Regions from separate parts of the Mus musculus genome. Here region 2 is linked to region 1. Evidence: chromatin contacts called from public HiChIP or PLAC-seq data. All regions are on one chromosome and are shown on one strand. The core of a region is the stretch at or near the end of the contact, and the rest is flanking DNA. Distances in the headings are between cores, read along the strand shown. Region 1 holds the start of Clip2 (CAP-GLY domain containing linker protein 2). Region 2 overlaps Limk1 (LIM-domain containing, protein kinase).

The links. HiChIP or PLAC-seq counts read pairs in DNA pulled down with a chosen protein or histone mark.
Region 2: a contact with region 1 is called in an H3K4me3 HiChIP or PLAC-seq map of embryonic stem cells, with 5 times the contacts expected there. The contact joins the enhancer-like site here to the promoter of Clip2 in region 1. A contact is called at or near these places in 2 of 39 promoter capture datasets (both in liver), 3 of 484 Hi-C or Micro-C datasets (embryonic stem cells, natural killer cells and regulatory T cells), 5 of 115 datasets of contacts at active chromatin or transcription factors (embryonic stem cells, extraembryonic endoderm stem cells and pancreatic cancer cells) and 3 of 9 other capture datasets (adipose tissue, liver and pancreatic islet).

The regions. Positions count from the first base shown.
Region 1 is chr5:134,549,802-134,554,155 of GRCm38.p6, reverse strand. It overlaps Clip2 (CAP-GLY domain containing linker protein 2), which reads left to right and starts at 1,722. Exons shown (of 17, transcript NM_009990.3): 1 at 1,722-2,110.
Region 2 is chr5:134,666,320-134,670,673 of GRCm38.p6, reverse strand. It overlaps Limk1 (LIM-domain containing, protein kinase), which reads left to right. Exons shown (of 16, transcript NM_010717.3): 5 at 150-356; 6 at 1,379-1,484; 7 at 1,594-1,760. Among named protein-coding and RNA genes, the nearest start is that of Gm10369, 7.6 kb to the left of the region's middle. Within about 2 kb of position 1,988, at least 13 of the 459 cell types and tissues checked have an H3K27ac peak or open chromatin away from gene starts, as enhancers often do. A contact at or near this core is called in embryonic stem cells, where this site is marked.

The sequences.
Region 1 (4,354 bases), core at 473-2,972:
ACAAATCCTTGTCCCGGTGACTCATGTAGCCTGGGCCATCCTCCAAATTATCATGTGGCCAAAGCTGGCCTTGAACTTAGGATCTTTCTTCCTCCTACCGGGATTCTGAAAGAGCAGTGTACAGTCTTTTTTTTTTTTTTTAAGATTTATTTATTTGTTTGTTTATTTATTAATTATATGTAAGTACACTGTAGCTGTCTTCAGACGCACCAGAAGAGGGCATCAAATCTCATTACCGGTGGTTGTGAGCCACCATGTGGTTGCTGGGATTTGAACTTCAGACCTTCGGAAGAGCAGTTGGGTGCTCTTACCCACTGAGCCGTCTCACCAGCCCCAGTCTTTTATTTTTTGAGACAGGGTTTCACTGTATACTTTTGGCTGGCATGGAACTTGTTATGCAGACCAGGCTGGCTTCAAGCTACAGAGTGCAGCCCCTAACTTGCTGAAATTAAAGGCATGCACCACCACACCCAGCTGAAATGTATGCCCTTGACCACTGAGCCATCTCTCCAGCCCTCATCCTTTCTTTCTAAGACACACATTGAAGGGTTTACAGACAGAGAACTATGGTTGATGGTTGAAGTGTGAACTTTAACTCTTTTATCTGTGGTATTAATTTTCCTTCTTTTTGAGACTATGTAGCCCTGTCTGGCCTGGAACTCTCTATGTAGACCAGGCTGGGCTTAAACTAATACGGATCAGTCTGTTACAGCGTCTCAAGTGCTGGGATTAAAGGCAGGTGCTACCATGGCCAGCTATTTCATTTTTCTGTTAGTGGATGGAACCTGGGGCTTCAGTAATGCTAAGCAGGGGCTCTACCCCTGAGCCCCGCCCCCAGCCCCTCCCTGGGGTTATCCTAGGTAGGTGCTCTACCTCTAAGCCAGGACCCAACCTAAGAGGTGGATTCGTTCCAGTCTGCCATGATTTAGGTCCTATTTCAACACTGAAACTGTCCATCTAGCTACGTAAAACTTGCTCTTTCTCGAACAACCCACTCTTTACTTTGTATACGGTCCACTTCTGAGGAATTTGGCTCTTCTCACACAGACTCTCTTCACTGCAAGAGTTCCTCTGGGCTGGCCTACTGTTGGCATCAATGCACAACTACCTTTTTGTTCTGATGAACTAAAAAACACCCTGCCTCCTTTAAAGATGGGGAAACTGAGGTCCAGAGGTTAACGTACCACCACGCTGAGTGAGACCTTAAGGATTTTTTTGAGACAGAGTCTCACTGTGTAGCTCCGCTTGTCCTCCCGCTCAGTTTGCCTAGTGTCAGGTGTCAGGTGGTACCCCTGAAGCTCTCTGGTCATTTGCATCATTCCCCTTCCTCGCCTCTTTGAACACAGTCCCTAAGTCAACCCTTGCGAAAAGCCTTCCAGATCCCAGCCCCGCCCCCTTACGTTCCTAAGTGTCTCAGTCTCCTTATATGGAATATTTACATAAGCAATGCAGGGTTGAAACAGAAACTGGAACACACATAAATGCGTAGGGCTGAAGGGCCTGTGAGTGAAATCTATTTCCAAGGCTCAAGTCAGCTGTAGATGGTCTTGATGGGGAAGACCAGGTTCCTAAGACTTCTCTGCCCGCCCGCTCCCCAGTCTTTGCGCGTCACTGTTGCCTGAGAACCCGGAGACCAGGATTGTGGGCACCGCCCCCAACCTCCCCCCCACCCCCCGCGCTCCGGGCCCCGCCTTCCTGCGCCCGCCGCTACGCCGGCCCCTTTTGTTCGCTCTCTGGCCGCTGAGCTCTCCTGGCGCTCGGCTTCTCTCGGCTGGGCTCGGCTCACCTTGGCAGGGCTCCACCGGGCTCCGCTCTGCTCGGTTTCTCTCGCCTCCGCCCCGTTTGGCTCGGATCTTCCCGGCTCGGCCCCGCTCGGCTCGACTCAGCTCGGCTCCGCCTCGGGGCGCGCAGGCAGCGGCCGGGCTTACTGGATCGGCCCCTCCCTCTATCCCCTTCTGGACGTAGATCCTGTGCGAGGCCCGGACTCCGAGCGCGGAGACCCGGTTAGTGTATCGGCGTGAGGAGACCGGCGCAGCATCCTCGTTCCCGGGACGCGCGGACCAAGAGGAGGCGAGGGGTGTCGGGTCCTGGTCGCTGCTGGAGCTCCAAGGTAGGCGCCGCTCTGGGGACGCGCGCGATGGGGGCGCGCGGGCAACAAAGGACGCAGAGTCGCGGGGGGCGGCGGCACCCTATCCTGGAAAGAAAAGGGGGTGCTATCACCAAGCCATTGTCGTCGCGTGGGCAAGGACAGCGGACAGGGTCGCTGCCGCTGGTGGGCGTGGGCGGGGTGAACCCCAACTTCCTTAACCCAGGTCGCTGCTGGGGTTGGGGGCGCCCCTGGATTGCACGTCCAGATGGTGCAAACATCCATAGCTTGGGATTCGGGTGTTTTTGTTGGCGTCCTCTTTCCAAGAGCGGATCCAGGACAAGCTGCAGAGCTCTTGGGGAAGGCTCACACAGGCTCTGTGGGGGCACAGCCTGGTGGGCGCGGCCATCAGCTCTCATCTTCAGACCTGGCATCTGGGATGAGACACGGAGGCCCCCGCCCCGCCACCTGGGGTCGCCTGGTTGGTGCCCTTAGCAAAACTTGATTGGAGAGCCTGGCTTGGCAGAGGATAGGGTAAGGGGGAGGCCCAGGCAGGGTGGCTTTCCGCAGGGTTGCCCCCCCAAGCTGGCGCTGGTAGCTGGTGAGGCAGCAGTTTTTTTCCCTCCCCCCAGGGAGGGGCAGTGGCGACGCAGGATGCAGGGCTGAGCCTCCAGGGCTAGCCCGCGTGGATCCTCAGGAGGGGCCTGTGTGTTTGTCCTGGACTCACTGGGCTTTGCCACGCGTGCCTTCTCCCGATCCTGGCCAAAGCCTGGAAAGGTCGTTGCAGAGGAACACCTTAGGGGTAGAGGAATCACAATCCAGCCTCTGAGATCCCGCTCCTGTCTTCTGGACTACAAATGGGCAGGGGCCTGGACGGTTGTGGAACTAGGAATTGGCTTTAATCTTGAAGGGTGCCCCGACAGAGGACGCTGGGGATGGGGCTGGCCTAGGGCTGTGCTCTGAGGAGCTAGAGAGCACCACGTGGGGCCACCTTCCCTTTGCTGTGAGCCAGAGGCCTCTCCCCATCAGTTGTAAATGTAAACAATGAGTCCTTCATTCATAAGGTCGCTGTCACCTGGATTGGCACCACCAGGGGCTGGCAGGTACACAGAACCAGAGCTACTTTGCCCAGCACAGCACAGCCTAACCTGATGCCGGGCAAGTGGAGAAGCCAGGAGCTCCCAAGAGGCACAGCTGGAGGGTGGGGCAGACCCTAAAGGCAGACCCTGAGACCAGAGCCCTGCCCAAGGCTGCTTTTTACCTAGTTGATGGCTCCCACATGAGCTTCCAGAAAAGAGGCATTCTGGCTTAGATGGGCAGAGAAAGATTTAGGTTACTGGGGCGTGAAGTTCAAGGTAGAGTGTGTTTGCCAGTTCCTTCCTGCATACACTAGGTGCCCACTTAGCGCAGGACCCGTGGGTTTCAGCAGTGCGAGCGGAGGCTCCAGGATGAGGAGGTTGGAAATAGAGGAGCCCCAACAGCAGAAGAACCTTGGAGGAGTACACAGATACATGCTCTTCTAACCTGGGCACTTAGGTGGGAAGGGCCTACGCAGAGCCCCCAAACTCCCAGCAAAAACACACATCCCAAGGAGCAGGAGTTCAGAAGTTGGAGTTTACCATCGTGAGTTCAAATCCTTGCTCTGCTACTTGCATCGCTGTGTAGCTTTGGATCTCTTTTTCCTCATCAGTAAGATGGGAATAGTTAGGGGATTTGCCTTTTAGGGCTTTTGAGAAACTCATGTGCCCTAGGACAGAGTTTTTGTGACTTTACTTATGTGTATATTTGGTGGCATGGGGAATTGAACCTAAGAACTCATAGCTTCTCTGGCTGAGAGATGCCCCTATCCTCTTACTGGGCAGGGGCTCTACCACTGAGCCATGCCCCCAGCCCCTCACTGGGGGATTCTAGGCAGGGGCTCTACCACTGAGCCACGCCCCCAGCCCCTCACTGGGGGATTCTAGGCAGGGGCTCTACCACTGAGCCACGCCCCCAGCCCCTCACTGGGGTCTTCTAGGCAGGGGCTCTAACACTGAGCCACAGCCCTGGAGGATTCTCCATTGAGCTACTTTCTCAGTTGAATTTTTTTTTTTTTTTTTTTTTTTTTTGCTACAGGAAGTGGCTCTCAGCCTGGGGCAGGAGACTATCCCCTGCTCTGGCTGCCCTTTACCTTCACAGAGCTTAGCCTCTCAGCCCCACCCCAGGGCCTGCTCTTTTCTATCTCCCTTCCTGCTTCCTGCTTTCCTTCATTGATAGCACAGCCTTTGT
Region 2 (4,354 bases), core at 739-3,238, 120 kb before region 1:
AGTTGGGGGCTTTGAGACAACTGGGCCTGCCTTGTCCTATCCCGCACCCCACCGGTTTGCTGTGGGCTGCAGCGAAGCATCAATGACTTCCCCCCAACGCTCTATTCTTCCCTTTCTCTTTGGATCCGCACCACCGATGGCGTTCACAGTGGCCAGTGCTACTACCAGACCGTGGTAACTCCAGTCATCGAACAGATCCTACCTGACTCACCCGGCTCCCACCTGCCCCACACAGTCACCCTCGTGTCTATCCCAGCCTCTGCCCATGGCAAACGAGGCCTGTCTGTCTCCATCGACCCCCCTCACGGCCCACCAGGATGTGGCACGGAGCATTCGCACACTGTCCGAGTCCAAGGGTGAGTGGAATGCCACGCTGCCAGATGGGGCTCTGTTGTAGCGACCTGATTGTATTAGTTAGCTGTCTGCTGTTGTGACAGGGTGCCTGATGCAAACAACCTGTGTGGGGAAGAGATGGCTCTTAGCTCACGGTTCAGAGGGTGCAGACCCAGAGTATCCACATACTAGAAGCAGGGGGAACTGAGGTCACTTCCCCCAGAACCCATTTTTAAAAAGTACAGGGGCTGTCAACATGGCCTGTCAGCTAAAGATGCTTACCACCAAACCTGACAAATTAAGTTCCATTCCCAGGTCCCACACAGTGGAAGGAAAAAACCAACAGTCCTCTGATTTGCACGCATGCGCGCACACACAGACACATATTCACACAGTAAATAAATGAATATAAAACAATTATGTTTTAAGTCAAGCAGTGCCTGTGCCTGTAATCCCGGAGTTCCGGTGTTGTCCGCTATGAGCAGCTGTAATGAAACATTGGGCCACACACACACACACACACACACACACACACACCAACAAAGGAAAAGTCACCAAAGAAGAAGAAGAATAGCAAAGAGTAAGGGGAGCCGTGCAAGTGGGCGGAGAACAGGAGGGATGGGCAAGTGTGGTCGGATGCCTTCTGTAGTGCATGAGGGTGCGCAGCGAAGCCTGGTGTTGAACGTAGTTAGTAGACGCTAATAGTAAGATAAAACTGGAGCTGGAGAGATGGCTCGGCAGTTAAGAGCAACAGGCTACTCTTTCAGAGAACCAGGGTTCCCAGCAACCACGTGGTGGCTCACAACCTTCTAGCTCCAGACACCCTTGTGGCCATCAGGCATGCCTGCATGTGGTATATAGACATACATGCAGGCAAAACACCCATGTAAAATCTTTTGTCAAAGGTAACAACTAAAACCACAGTATATTGCAATTTCCACCTCAGGTCACACACACACCTGGTGGTCTTGGCTTTCAGTTTTCCTCTTGGGGCGGAAGTTGACAGGTTGGAGGGGAACTAGTCTAACCACCGCTTTATCCCCAGAGTGGACCCAGGCTGCATGAGCCCAGATGTGAAGAATTCCATCCACGTTGGAGACCGGATCTTGGAAATCAATGGCACGCCCATCCGGAATGTGCCGCTGGACGAGGTAGGGCCACGGACTCACAGACAGACAGGAGGGGGTGCTAGAAGTAGAAGCCTCAGCCCTGAGCTCTGCCACCACCTCAGAAGACTCACCTGTCCACACCTGTCCCCAGATCGACTTGCTGATCCAGGAGACCAGCCGCCTGCTCCAGCTGACCCTCGAGCACGACCCCCATGACTCACTGGGCCATGGGCCCGTGTCGGATCCCAGCCCCCTGAGCTCCCCGGTGCACACTCCCAGCGGACAGGCAGCCAGCTCTGCCCGGCAGAAACCTGTCTTGTAAGTCAACCTGCTTCTTTTACGTGGGTGTCTTGTCTGCGTGTGTGCCTCTGCGCTGCGTGTGTGCCTGGTGGCCACAGGGTGTCAGATGCTCTGCAGCTGGATGGTTGTGAGCTGCCCTGGGGTTCTCTGCTAGAGAGGCCAGTGCTCTTCACTCCAGGCTCCTCCATTTCATCCCTTCAACTCCGCCAGCATCCGTAGGGATTGTGAGAGCCTGAGGAAGGAGGCAGCAACAGTGCCCCCTGCTGGGATCACAGCGACCTTCCTGGGCAGGCTCACATCTTTTATTTTACATTGCTCTTTACTCTGTGGGGGAGGGGAGCACCAAGATGGGCCCTGAGAACACCCCAGAGTCTATGTACCGGTCAGACTCAGGCTGTCAGGCTTAGTGGCAAGTGCCTTAACCCACTGAGCCATCTTGTAGGCCTTCGCTCTAATTTTACAGTTTACTTAAGAGGCGCAACAGACTGTTTTCTGTACATTTTTCTGTAGGCAGAGGTACCAGTGAGGAGCAGGACAGATAGAGCATGTTTTAAGGCCGGGCTCTGGGTCAGTGGTCAGAGTATTCACCTAGTGTACACCAAGCTCTGGGTTCCATCCCTAGCACCACGTCATCCAAGTGTGACATGACTGACGGCACACACTTGTAACCCAGCACTCCAGAGGGTCCGAAGTTCAAGGTCATCCTTGGCTACCTAGTGAGTTGGAAGCTAGCCTAGGCTACATAAGACCCTATTTATTAAAAATAAACAAACCAAAAAAAAAACCCTATTTACTGTGCCAACTCTGGAATAGTTGTGTTCATATAAATAGAATTGGTACAAATTCCACTCATGTCATTGGCTCGGCAGCAATATGTTGTCATGCCGTTGTTCATTATTATAAATATGAAGCTCGTTTTTCTTTATAAGTTGCTTGTGCATTCTTGCTGTTTTTCCATTCCTTCGTTTTCTGGTCATGTTCCTCACTGGGAATACCAAGAGACGGTGCAGGGTTGATGGCTCCCAGGGTAGAAGTACTTGCCGTGCCAGCAAGAAGGCCTCAGTTCAGAGGTGCCCTGCAAGCACCATGTAAAAGGCCGCATATCTGGAACTCCAGCTCAGGGTTCAGTCAAGAGATCCTGTCTCAAAAGGATGCTGTGAGGCTGGACCAGCAGTTAACAGCTAAGAGCCCGCCGGGTGTAGTGGCTTGCACCTTTAGTCCCAGCACTCAGGGAGCAGAGGCCAATGGATCTCTGAGTTCCAGGCCAGCCTGGTCTACGTAGTGAGACCCTGTCTCAGAGGGGGAAAAAAGAGACTTCAGAATGTGTGTATTCTTGCAAAGGACCAAAGTCTGGTTCCTGGCACCCACTTGAGTGGCTCACCTCTGCCAGTTCCAAGGGATCTAAGGTCCTTTATCTGGCCTCCACAGCCATTGTAGGTACATGCACAAACCCACACATAGATACAAACAGATAAATAAAAATAATAAGTCTGAAAAACAGTAAGGCAGAGAGTGACTAAGGAAAATACCTGACGTCAACACAGGGCCTCCATGTGCTTGCACACAAATACATATACACACTCACATAAGTGCATGCATACAGCACACACAAAAATATACCGTGAGAAACCACAATGCATTACAGCGGTGATTTCTGGCACTCGCTCCCCCACACATACCCAATTATTTGGCTTGTTTGGATAATTTTTAGTTTAGTTTATTTTTGTGTTTTGCTTCATACATAGCCCAGGCTGGCTTTGAACTTGGTTTTTGTGTCTCCATCTCTTAAGCATGGGGAATTGCAAGTATGCTTGACCATACCCAGCTGATTTCTAGTTGTTTTCCTCCTCCTCCTCCTCCTCTTCCTTCTCTTCTTCCTCACCCTCTTCTTCCTCCTCTCCTCCCTCCTCCTCCTCCTCCTCCTCCTCTTCTTCTTCCTCCTCTCTTTTACTACCTTAATAATGAAGGCTCATTTGAAGCTGTAGAGAAGACAGGACACAGGCTAGCATCTTGACTTCCTGTAGGACCTAGTGACAGGCTGATTCAAGGGCATCAGGTGTGCCAGGAGGCTCTGACATGTTCCCATGCCTAGAGGCTTCCTCTGAGCGGTCGTCACCACACAGTGGTGTGATCCACAGAGATGACCATGGTCCAGGATGAGGGCTTTGATGCACAATGTCAAGTCAGAGTCGACTCATGGTCTGCAGCAGTGATCCAGGGAGCAGGAGTCGTGAGTCCTCTGTCCTTAAACCTGAAGAAGCAAAGGGAAGGACAGGAGAGTCAGTGGTAGCCTGTCCCTTGTCCTGCTTCTGCTGGGACCTCTCCAGGACTCTTGGAGAAGCCCTTTGAAGGGTTTCCTTCTGGGATGATAGCTGCTTTTTGTCTTTCTATCTTTCTTTGTCTCCTTCCTTCCTTCCTTCCTTCCTTCCTTCCTTCCTTCCTTCCTTCCTTTTTTCCTGGAAGCTGGGTTTCTTTGTGTAAACCTGGCTATTCTGTAACTTTCTCTGTAGACTAGGGCTGGCCTTGAACTTGAAAATCCACCTGCCTCTGCCACCAAAATCCTGGGATTTAAGGTGTGTGCAGCAGTGTTCTGAGAGGTTGTACTGTCAAAG